2 separate regions of the Mus musculus genome follow, and region 2 is linked to region 1. Evidence: chromatin contacts called from public HiChIP or PLAC-seq data. All regions are on one chromosome and are shown on one strand. Each heading gives the region's core, a stretch centred on a gene start, on an enhancer-like site or on the middle of the called end of the contact. The rest is flanking DNA. Distances are from core to core; before and after follow the strand shown.

Region 1 (4,582 bases), core at 622-3,121:
GTTGGATTTGTCAAGAGATGAAACAGTCCCTTGGTATGTCCCATGTGCACCGTACCAAGCTGTACCCTGGTTTTCACACATCCCTGGTAGCTCTTCTCTCCAGGAGCCTTATGAGGCTCTGTGAAACAACAACATGACCTACCCTTTGATGACCACACAGAGCCCAGGACTTTGCACAGGACTAACTTCTGTTTAAAGCTGACAGTCAGGCTGGAGAGATGGCTCAGTGGTTAAGAGCACTGACTCCTCTTCCAGAGGACCTGGGTTCAATTCCCAGCAACTACATGGTGGCTCACAACCATCTGCAATAGAATCCAGCACCCTCTTCTGGTGTGTCTGAAGTCTGAAGACAGCAACAGTGTACTCACATACATAAAATAAATCTTAAAAAAAAAAAAGCTGACAGTCTGTCTCACATAGACTGTACAGGTCAGCCGACACTGGTACAGAACAGGTCTCTAGCCACCCATTGTGGAGAAAACACAGACAACAGCTGAGTCTCAGATTCTCGGTCAGAAAAAGAGGCGAGGGCACCTGCCTCCCAGAGTCTGGGTCAGTCGGTGAAGCTCCACACGCGGGGAGGGAACTTGTTCTGTTTTGCTGCCTTAGGTCACCAGAATTTCCAGGCTCCCAGTTTACAGGGCACTGGCCATGTTGGGATTGGAAGCTAATGATATCTAAGTAGAAAACACTAAGGCAAACCAATTTGTGTTGTAGCCATTCCAGGGGACATGTTACAAGCTATCCAGCCACCCCAGCCCTCTCCCCAGCTAACAGAGACATTTCTAGAGACCTGAGGGGGGGCGGGGAATTGATAGGCTATGAGGAAGGAGAGCCCAAGCAAAACCTGACAGAGCTCCCAGGCTGCTGCCTGGAACATCTGGACCAATGCTGATGGGCACAGAGGAGAAGAACAGCTGCCAAACCAGCTCTTGGCAGGAGCCCTGAGAGCTGCCCCAGGCGGCCAGAGCAGACACTGGGACTTCTTCCTTCTGGAGCTGACCCGGAAGGTGGCTGAGATGTGGAAACAGCAGCTGAGTTCTCTTCCCACCAACTGCCTCTGGGTCTCAGTTTCTCCATCTGGAAGATGGGAAGTTCAGCAAAGCTAAACCAGCCCTCATCTGGGAGGACAAAATAAGCGTAATTTCGTGAGTGTGGGACACCATACTGCACACTAAGACAATTCCAGAGATGGCAGTTGTCACAGTCACTTTACATGAGAGACAAGGCCCACATCTAAAGTAGGGTGAGGATTTGAACCCACAGCTATTTGTCTCTTAACCTCAGCGCTAGCCTGCCGAGGACGGACAGGTGTGAGTCTCCCGGCTCTTTGTGTCTGCCTCTTGCGTGTCTTCCTTGAGTAGGCAATAAAAACAGAGAACCAGAATCCCAGGGTCATATTGCCTTCCATACCTACCCTGTTTCCACACCTCAGGATCCCCCGTGGTCCCTGGGAAGACAACCTGGGGGCGGGGCTAAGCTGGGGGCTCTGTGAACCCGTGAGGACACAGTGGCTGAAGGCCCGTGTTTCCCCCTTTTGAGAAATGCTTTGGCATCAGACAAGTCTAGGGAGAGGCAGGAGGAACTTGGCATGGACCTTGTTAGCAGCGTCTGGAGAAACACTAGAAAAGCCATCTGGAGTTGTGAACACTAGAAAAGAAGCCCCTGCCCTTTCCCCTTAGCCCTGTTCCCTGCCTGTGGTCACAGAACCCGACGCACAGGGGGCTCAGCTGCCCTACTCTGGCCTGATGGGGAAATTCAGAGAGAAATGCCAGTCTGAATCCCAAAACAAGCAGGGACTTCCCACCACCATGCAACTTGGCAGCCTTTTTGTCCCATGGGACCGAGTGAGCTATGATTACACACCCGCCTGCCCACCCGGAAGCAGGTCTCACGTCATTGCATCAAAGGGGTGACATCCCGATCCGGGTCATCACTGCTAAGCAGCTCCAGTTGGTCAAGACAAGCAAGCATGCTCATTTGCATGCTCTTGCTTCATCTCCCTCTACTGCTTGGGAACCACTGCTCTCAGCATCTTCACAGGATGTCTGAGACCCCCAGGGTTAACAGGGCCACACAGTGGTAATGATGGAGCCAGCCGGGATCTGGGGTCACAGTCAAGGCCTACTGCACAGCCGTGTCTTACCTGTTGCCTCGTACCGACATCTCAAATGACACCTGAATGTCATTCAAACAGAAACCACATCTAGGCTGCCATTCCGTGCCCTGCTCACCTTTTGAATTGGGGACCTCCACGGAGATAGCCCCCACGAGATACAACCCGCCCCTCAAATTGGCCTTGTTCACCCACAGATGAGTCAGCTGGAATTTTTGGACATTGAAGGCTCAGCAGCTACAGTACCAGGAGCTGTGAGGAGGCTGGAATGACCGGAATGTGGCTCTGTGGGCTCCGGCCGGCACCCCCATCCCCCCAGGCTCAGAGAGGTTTGGAAAGTAAAAGTCACAAGGTTTTTCAAGAGTTTGAGGATGGCAGGTGCACGTGAAGATGGAGACAAAGACTGACTCTTGTCTCCGGCCAGCCAGCACAGTTCCCCATCCCACCCACACATATCCGTGTTCCGGGTCCAGATGCCTGGAGCCCTGGGCGCCAGCAAAGGGCAAAACGTCACTGATTAGAAAGCCACAGTTTAAAAACATGTCCCAGGCTCTTAAAAGATGGAACTGTTGGCTTTGTGTGACTGGGACTTACTTAGCCTTGCAACTCTGTCTGAAGCATGACCTGGTACTGCCTCTCAACAAGCCTTTAGGCACCTCACCTAGGTCTTTACAGACCCTTCTCAGCATAGGACTCCAGCGGAGCTTTCCCTCTGGAATGGGGTTCCAGGGTCCATCAGCTTTCGAGGACAGGGGACCAGCACAGTGAAAACAAACCAAGGCTGTGAAGGAGAGTGGGGGGAGGGGCTGCTCTAGAATGAGCTTGGACCTGCAGAGCTGCCTGCTAGCTGAAGTTGTCGCCCTTTTACCCTCAGAGCCCATCCTCTGTCTCTGCCTGGCCATATCAGCTGATGTCACCTCCCTGCCAGCGTCAGCCCCTGGGGAGACACAGTCAGGGCGTGGGCATCCCCCAACCCTCTGGACGAATGTGGGAGGTGGTGAAGTGGGAGGGATCCGAGAGATGAGAAGAATGCTTAGGGACCATTCAAGGAACCTGTGGCTTTGAAGGTCCTCCTTGGTACAGGCTGTTCAGGAAGGAGATAGAGCCGCAGGTGGGAGCTATGATCAGGTTCTCTGCTGGAAGTTCCAGCTAACAGATGTTGTGTTGACCACCTATTAAAATGAATAAATATGGGGCTGGAGAGATGGCTCATGGTTAAGAGCACTGAGTGATCTTCCAGAGGACCCAGGTTCAATTCCCAGCACCCACATGGCAGCTCACAACTGACTGTAACTCCAAGATCTGACAACCTTACACAGACATGCAGGCAAAAACATACCAATGTGCATAAAATAAAAATAAATAAATTATATGTATATATATATATGTGTGTGTGTGTGTGTGTGTGTGTGTGTGTGTGTGTGTGTGTGTATATACACACACACACATAATAAATGCAGAATTCACCCAAGGCCATGTCAACATGGGACACTGGAGAGAAAAACATGACCCAATCACTCATCCACCTTTTTACCTGCCACATCTGTTTTAGCTCAGCATCTCTGCTTTTCATCCTTAAAGATGTCTGCCGTTACAGAGTCTCAGAGCTGGGGAGGACCTCAAAAAGCCTCTCATCTTACTTCCAGCCTTTGTAGATAAGGGACGTGTCAGTCAGAGACTATGACTCAGCTGTGGTCACACAGCCTGTGGAAGAGCCAGCTGGGACCAGATCATGGCCTCTGCCTGCCCAGCTGGAGCTTTTCAGTCCCACCCCCATCCTACTCCCCCCCCCCCAGATACTGCCAAGTTATTTCCATAGTGACCCAGTAGTGAGAGGAGCAGGCCATGGTGGTCACTGGAGTCTTACCCTCCCTCTCTGCCAAAAGACTAGAGAGAGCCAATTCCAGACCAAGCACCATCTCCGCCATCAGATTTCTTATGCTGTCCGAGCTCCAAAAGGACAGTCACTGGCATTCAGAATTGTCATTTGTCTTCCTTCCATGGGAGTCCATTTTCAGCTTCAGAATCACTGTGTCATGGAGCCAGAGATCAATTGCTCCTGACTAGCCATGGCCTTCCTCAGGTCACCTCTGAGCTCTTCTGTTGGACTGTGAGCTCCGCTCAGGCTCGGGATGGCCTGATCTCCAGGAGGTGCTTCATATCCAGCTGGTAGAGAGGAGCTGCCCCACCTTTATCCTATATATTTTCCTAACATAGAATTCAAACATAGCTCTCCTTCTAGAGCCCATGTCTTTCCAAAAGGAGGCAAGAAACTGAGGCTCAGAAAAAGTTCACCTATTGGCCTAAGTGCCTGGGTCCTCTCAATGGAGTGATACCTGGGAGTCCCCAGGAGTCTGATGTGAGTAGTTTGGCTACCATGTCCTATGGATGGACATCTGGGAATGGAAGTAGCCCCTCAGTGAGGAGTGCTTACCACAGGGACAAGGCAAAGCTTGAAATCAAGGC
Region 2 (4,227 bases), core at 1,118-3,617, 290 kb before region 1:
ACACAGTGCTATGCTTGCCTTGTTTTAGATTCCTACCACTGAATACAGAATAAAAGTAACGATTTTGATAATGGCATATGCATTACATTGTTTTTAAGAAAATGATCACTTTCAGGCATTTTTGCTGAAGTAATTATATTCTCCTTAAATGTTATCAATGTCACTGTAATCTTATTTTGAATATAGAAAGGTTTTTTTTTTTTTTCCTGCTTGTTAAAAATAGGGCCTGGTGTGCGCTCAACACACACGCTGTATCCTCAGCCCCTACAAAGGGAGTTTTCCAGGCCATGCAGAGTTTGCTCTTTTGTATTTAGAGACAATTTCCTAATATCTGCCTTCCAGGCTTCCAGGAGTGGAGAGGAAGGGAAGTATGATGTGCACAGATGTCCCTCAACATCAGATCACTTGAGTTCAAACTCTGGCCTTCTTGTTTCATCTACATCTAAGGCTGAAGTGGTTTGGTGCAAGCTAAAAGATTCGGTGCACACCATGAATTCAAGGGTACAGTAAAATTTCTTCAAACATTTTAAATACTGGTCGAGGATTCAGTCAAAGATTTCCTTTCTCACTCCAGATCAAAAAGCAAATTGTTATTGTTGATAAACAGAGAGGCAAGCGACAAGCTGATCCATGTGCTCTTTCCATGTGGACTGTGGGAGCTGTGGGATTGGTGGAGCAGGTGTGAATTTCCTGTTGCCTGAGTTGTTTACCTGGAGCCACTTTATCAGTGTCCAGCCATCCAGCAGGGATTGTCCTGGCAGTGAAGTGCTAGCTCCAGTTCAGGTTCCCCACTGCTGGCAGTCTGTCTGTCTACTCTGTGTGTCCTGTTGTCCATCTATTTGATGCTCTATTTTTTTTTCTTGTCCCACAAAGGCCATGAGAATATACACAAAGGGAAACCAGGACAGTGGATTATAAATGAAAGTGTATAGTTTACTGCTATCACTACCAAAAGATTTTTTTTTTTGACCCAAGAGGTGCAATCATTGTACTTCCAATTTAGCCTGTGCTTTTCTAGTGAAGGTGAAAACGGAGACACAATCAGCTGCATTGAAGAGGAGGAAGACAGGTCCTTGGAGGGCGGTGGGAAGTCTTTGCTAACTGATCTGTGATGTAGTGCCTTCCTTGACCTTCCTTGAGATTCTGTGATGTGGTGGGTAGCCCAGAGAGTAATAGGACAGTTTGTGTTGTTATCTGGGCCTGGGTTTGAAGTTTAAGTTAAATTCAACTTATTCTGGGTTTTACTTTTTTTTTGTTTGTAAAATAAAGATAGGCCTGACCATTTATGAAGATTCAACTAGATAAATATAAACACTTGCTCTTCCATAATTAGGAGATTTGTCTGGCTATTGTGTTGTGCAATTTTAGGTTCTGGAGACATAATGACAAATAAGACAGCATCCTTTTTTTCTAATTATTCTTAAACTCCAGTGGGGGCAGAGAGGCAATAATGTTGAATACAAAGAAACAAATAATGGGGGGGGGGAGATAAACAATTTAACAAATACAGGGATAAATTTCATTTACTTGTCTTCTGATAAAAAATCAAGGTCATGTTAAAATTCATCTAAGGAAGTGAAATATCTTTGAGGATTTGTTAGGACCTAAGCCAGTAGATCTCAACCTTTAAACGCTGTGACTTTAATATAGTTCCTCACGTATGCTGACTCCCAACTTACTTTCCTCGCTAATTTATAACTGTAATTTTCTACTACCATGAATCATAATGTAAATATCTGAGGTTCAGGATATTTGAGACCCCGAGGACTGCTGACCTAAAATAAGGTATTACAGTGTTAGACTATGGGGCTCTTCTGGAGGCCAGTCAAAGTAGGGATTCTTTTCCCCCTTGCTTTTCTTTGAGCACTGAGGTTTTTTTTATTAGGAGCTGGCGTTGAGGCAGTTTGAACTTGTATTCTGGGCATAACTTATAGCACACTATATTTACATGCACGGTATTAAGTTAGTTTTATATTGACTATACTTGCTGGGGATATAATATCACTACTGTTCTTAGTTTTAATAGAAAGTAGAGTAAGCTGAAGTGCTGTCTTGGTCCATTAAGTTGGAAAAGAAGCCTGAAAAATCTTTCTAAACCTTGTTTTTCTTTTTCTTAATTCGTAACGGTTTATTTATTCACTTCTCATTTTTCTTTTCTTCCTCCTGACGCTTCTCTGCAGCCACAGTCTGGTGACTTGCAGCCCCGCCCACATCCTGGGGCGTGACCAACGAGCCAGGCCCCGCCCTCGCCCATCCCGTGACGGCCAGTCTTCCCCCCCGCCCCCCATCCCACAGCGGACAGCGCGCCGGAGCGTGCGCGCGCGCCCCCGCTCTCAGCTCCGATCGGTCTCGGGAGCGCGCTCTGTGTGGCCGCTGCCGCCATGTTGTTGTGGTTGTGAGAAGGCGGCGGCGGCAGCGGCGGCGGCGGCGGCGGAGCAGCCGGCGGAGACGCTCCAGCGGCCCAGGCGCTGGCCCCCGCCGACCCTGGCTGGCAGCCTCCTGGGGTGGCGGAGGAGGCCCTGCGGTGGCGGGCCTCGCCATGTCCTGCCGCCTGGTAAGAAGCCCACCCTCCGGCTCTGGTGGCGAGGAGGTGCTGGAGGAGGGGCGGACCTGGGCCGAGTGCGGCGGCTGTCACCGGCCGGGGAGGCGGCGGCGGGCCGAGGGCTGGGTTGGCCGCGGCCTCCCGGGGCAAGCTCTCAGAATGGAGCACCGAGGCCCGGTCGGGCGAGTCGGGGGAGGCGGGGTCGCCGAGCTCGGCGGCCATCCTGAACCTGGCGGTGGGTAACACTCGGAGTGTTGGGAGCTGCGGCTGGGGCGCCCTGGAAAACGCTCCCGGGCCTCCGGGAGGTGAGCGTGTGGCCCGAGGCCCTGGTCGAGACCGTGGGAGTCCTTAGTGGCGAGAGGCCGGAGGTCGTGCTGTTGGAAACCACGGGCGAGCTGTGCGGGCCTCAGCCTAACTGCAGCAGGGCATCCTCCTGACCTGGTAGTGCTTGAAGGGGAACGAAGGTCCAGGGGTGGTTGGAGGAGCTCGGGGAACACTGCTCAAGTAGCTCTGCAAAAGATCAGTATTATTTCTTGGGTTGAAATTGTACTGGATGTATTGCATTTCATGACCCAAGATGGTATTGTTGGGGCCAGAAAACTTATTTCAAAAATTGGAAGTAGAGTTTGCACACTCTGTTAGGCCACCAGGAGTCAGATCATCTCACTTGTGAGTTTTACACACAGGTTTCTGTTAGATATTAATGTTCAGTCATTGTCAGAATGAAGTTTACGTTTTTATTCTTCTTACTATCTTGACATCCACTTGGCTTTTTGACATTTAGGGTCTTTTTTTTTTTTTTTTTTGTATTAAAAGTGCATGTGTTCTTGTAGTGGAGGCTCAGCCTCGTTCCTCTTGTGAACAGTGAGCCGTCAGAAGTTACGATTGAATGGTAGATGGTTCTGTATCAAAATGATCTTGTTTGTGGGGATGTGAAGGAGGCCTTCTTTGAGATTCTGCAATGTTTCTGTGTTTTTTACTTGGAAACCAAATAACATGCGTTGATGGCCAGTGAAAGACTTCTTTTCCATGCTTGACTGAGTAGAAGAGTTTACAGAATGACACCGTTGTGGGTAAACACTATGCAATATGTTATTAAACTAAATTTGGAAGCTTCTAGAAGGTTAGAGTGATTGCCTATGAAGACATATTTCACCCCTACCATTTTTACTTTTTAGGTAACTGTGAGCAGCATAATGAATTTGTTCACAAGGCATCAGAACACATTTTATCAAATTAAATGTTGTATAGCTGAACGTATGTCCAAAAACCTAGAGGAAAATAAAGGAAGTGAGGCCTGAAGTCTGCTTCTGGCCCACAGAGGGGTCCTAAAGGTGCTTTCTAACATGCCAACATTGTAGTTACTTCTAAACCATCTGGCTCAGGTTTCCAGTAAAGTGGAGGGTAGCAGGGTGTGTTACAGTCATTTGAGACCAGGGTTGTGGACCTGGAAGGTGTACTGTAGGTTGTGACAAGTTCTTGAAATTTGCTCCAGGCTGTGAGGTATGGTAAAGTCAGTTTAAAGACCCTCTTAACAGCACTAGTTTTTGCTTTCTGTGATAAAGTGGAATTCTGAGTTACCAAGAGATAAATTCATATTTCAAAGGTGTGTTGAGGATTGTTACAGTTTTGGAAGAGGTGGAAGAAAGTGTTAACAGTTGCATAGGGTTGTATTCTGACATATC

The links. HiChIP or PLAC-seq counts read pairs in DNA pulled down with a chosen protein or histone mark.
Region 2: a contact with region 1 is called in an H3K4me3 HiChIP or PLAC-seq map of embryonic stem cells, with 14 read pairs. The contact joins the promoter of Mtmr3 here to the enhancer-like site in region 1. A contact is called at or near these places in 1 of 39 promoter capture datasets (frontonasal cranial neural crest), 1 of 484 Hi-C or Micro-C datasets (embryonic stem cells), 3 of 115 datasets of contacts at active chromatin or transcription factors (bone marrow-derived macrophages, embryonic stem cells and pancreatic cancer cells) and 1 of 9 other capture datasets (adipose tissue).

The regions. Positions count from the first base shown.
Region 1 is chr11:4,297,225-4,301,806 of GRCm38.p6, reverse strand. The region is part of intron 2 of Gm11958 (predicted gene 11958); the gene reads right to left. Among named protein-coding and RNA genes, the nearest start is that of Gm11958, 14 kb to the right of the region's middle. Within about 2 kb of position 1,871, at least 103 of the 459 cell types and tissues checked have an H3K27ac peak or open chromatin away from gene starts, as enhancers often do. A contact at or near this core is called in adipose tissue, embryonic stem cells and pancreatic cancer cells, where this site is marked.
Region 2 is chr11:4,592,930-4,597,156 of GRCm38.p6, reverse strand. Mtmr3 (myotubularin related protein 3) reads left to right here and starts at 2,367. Exons shown (of 19, transcript NM_001373897.1): 1 at 2,367-2,554.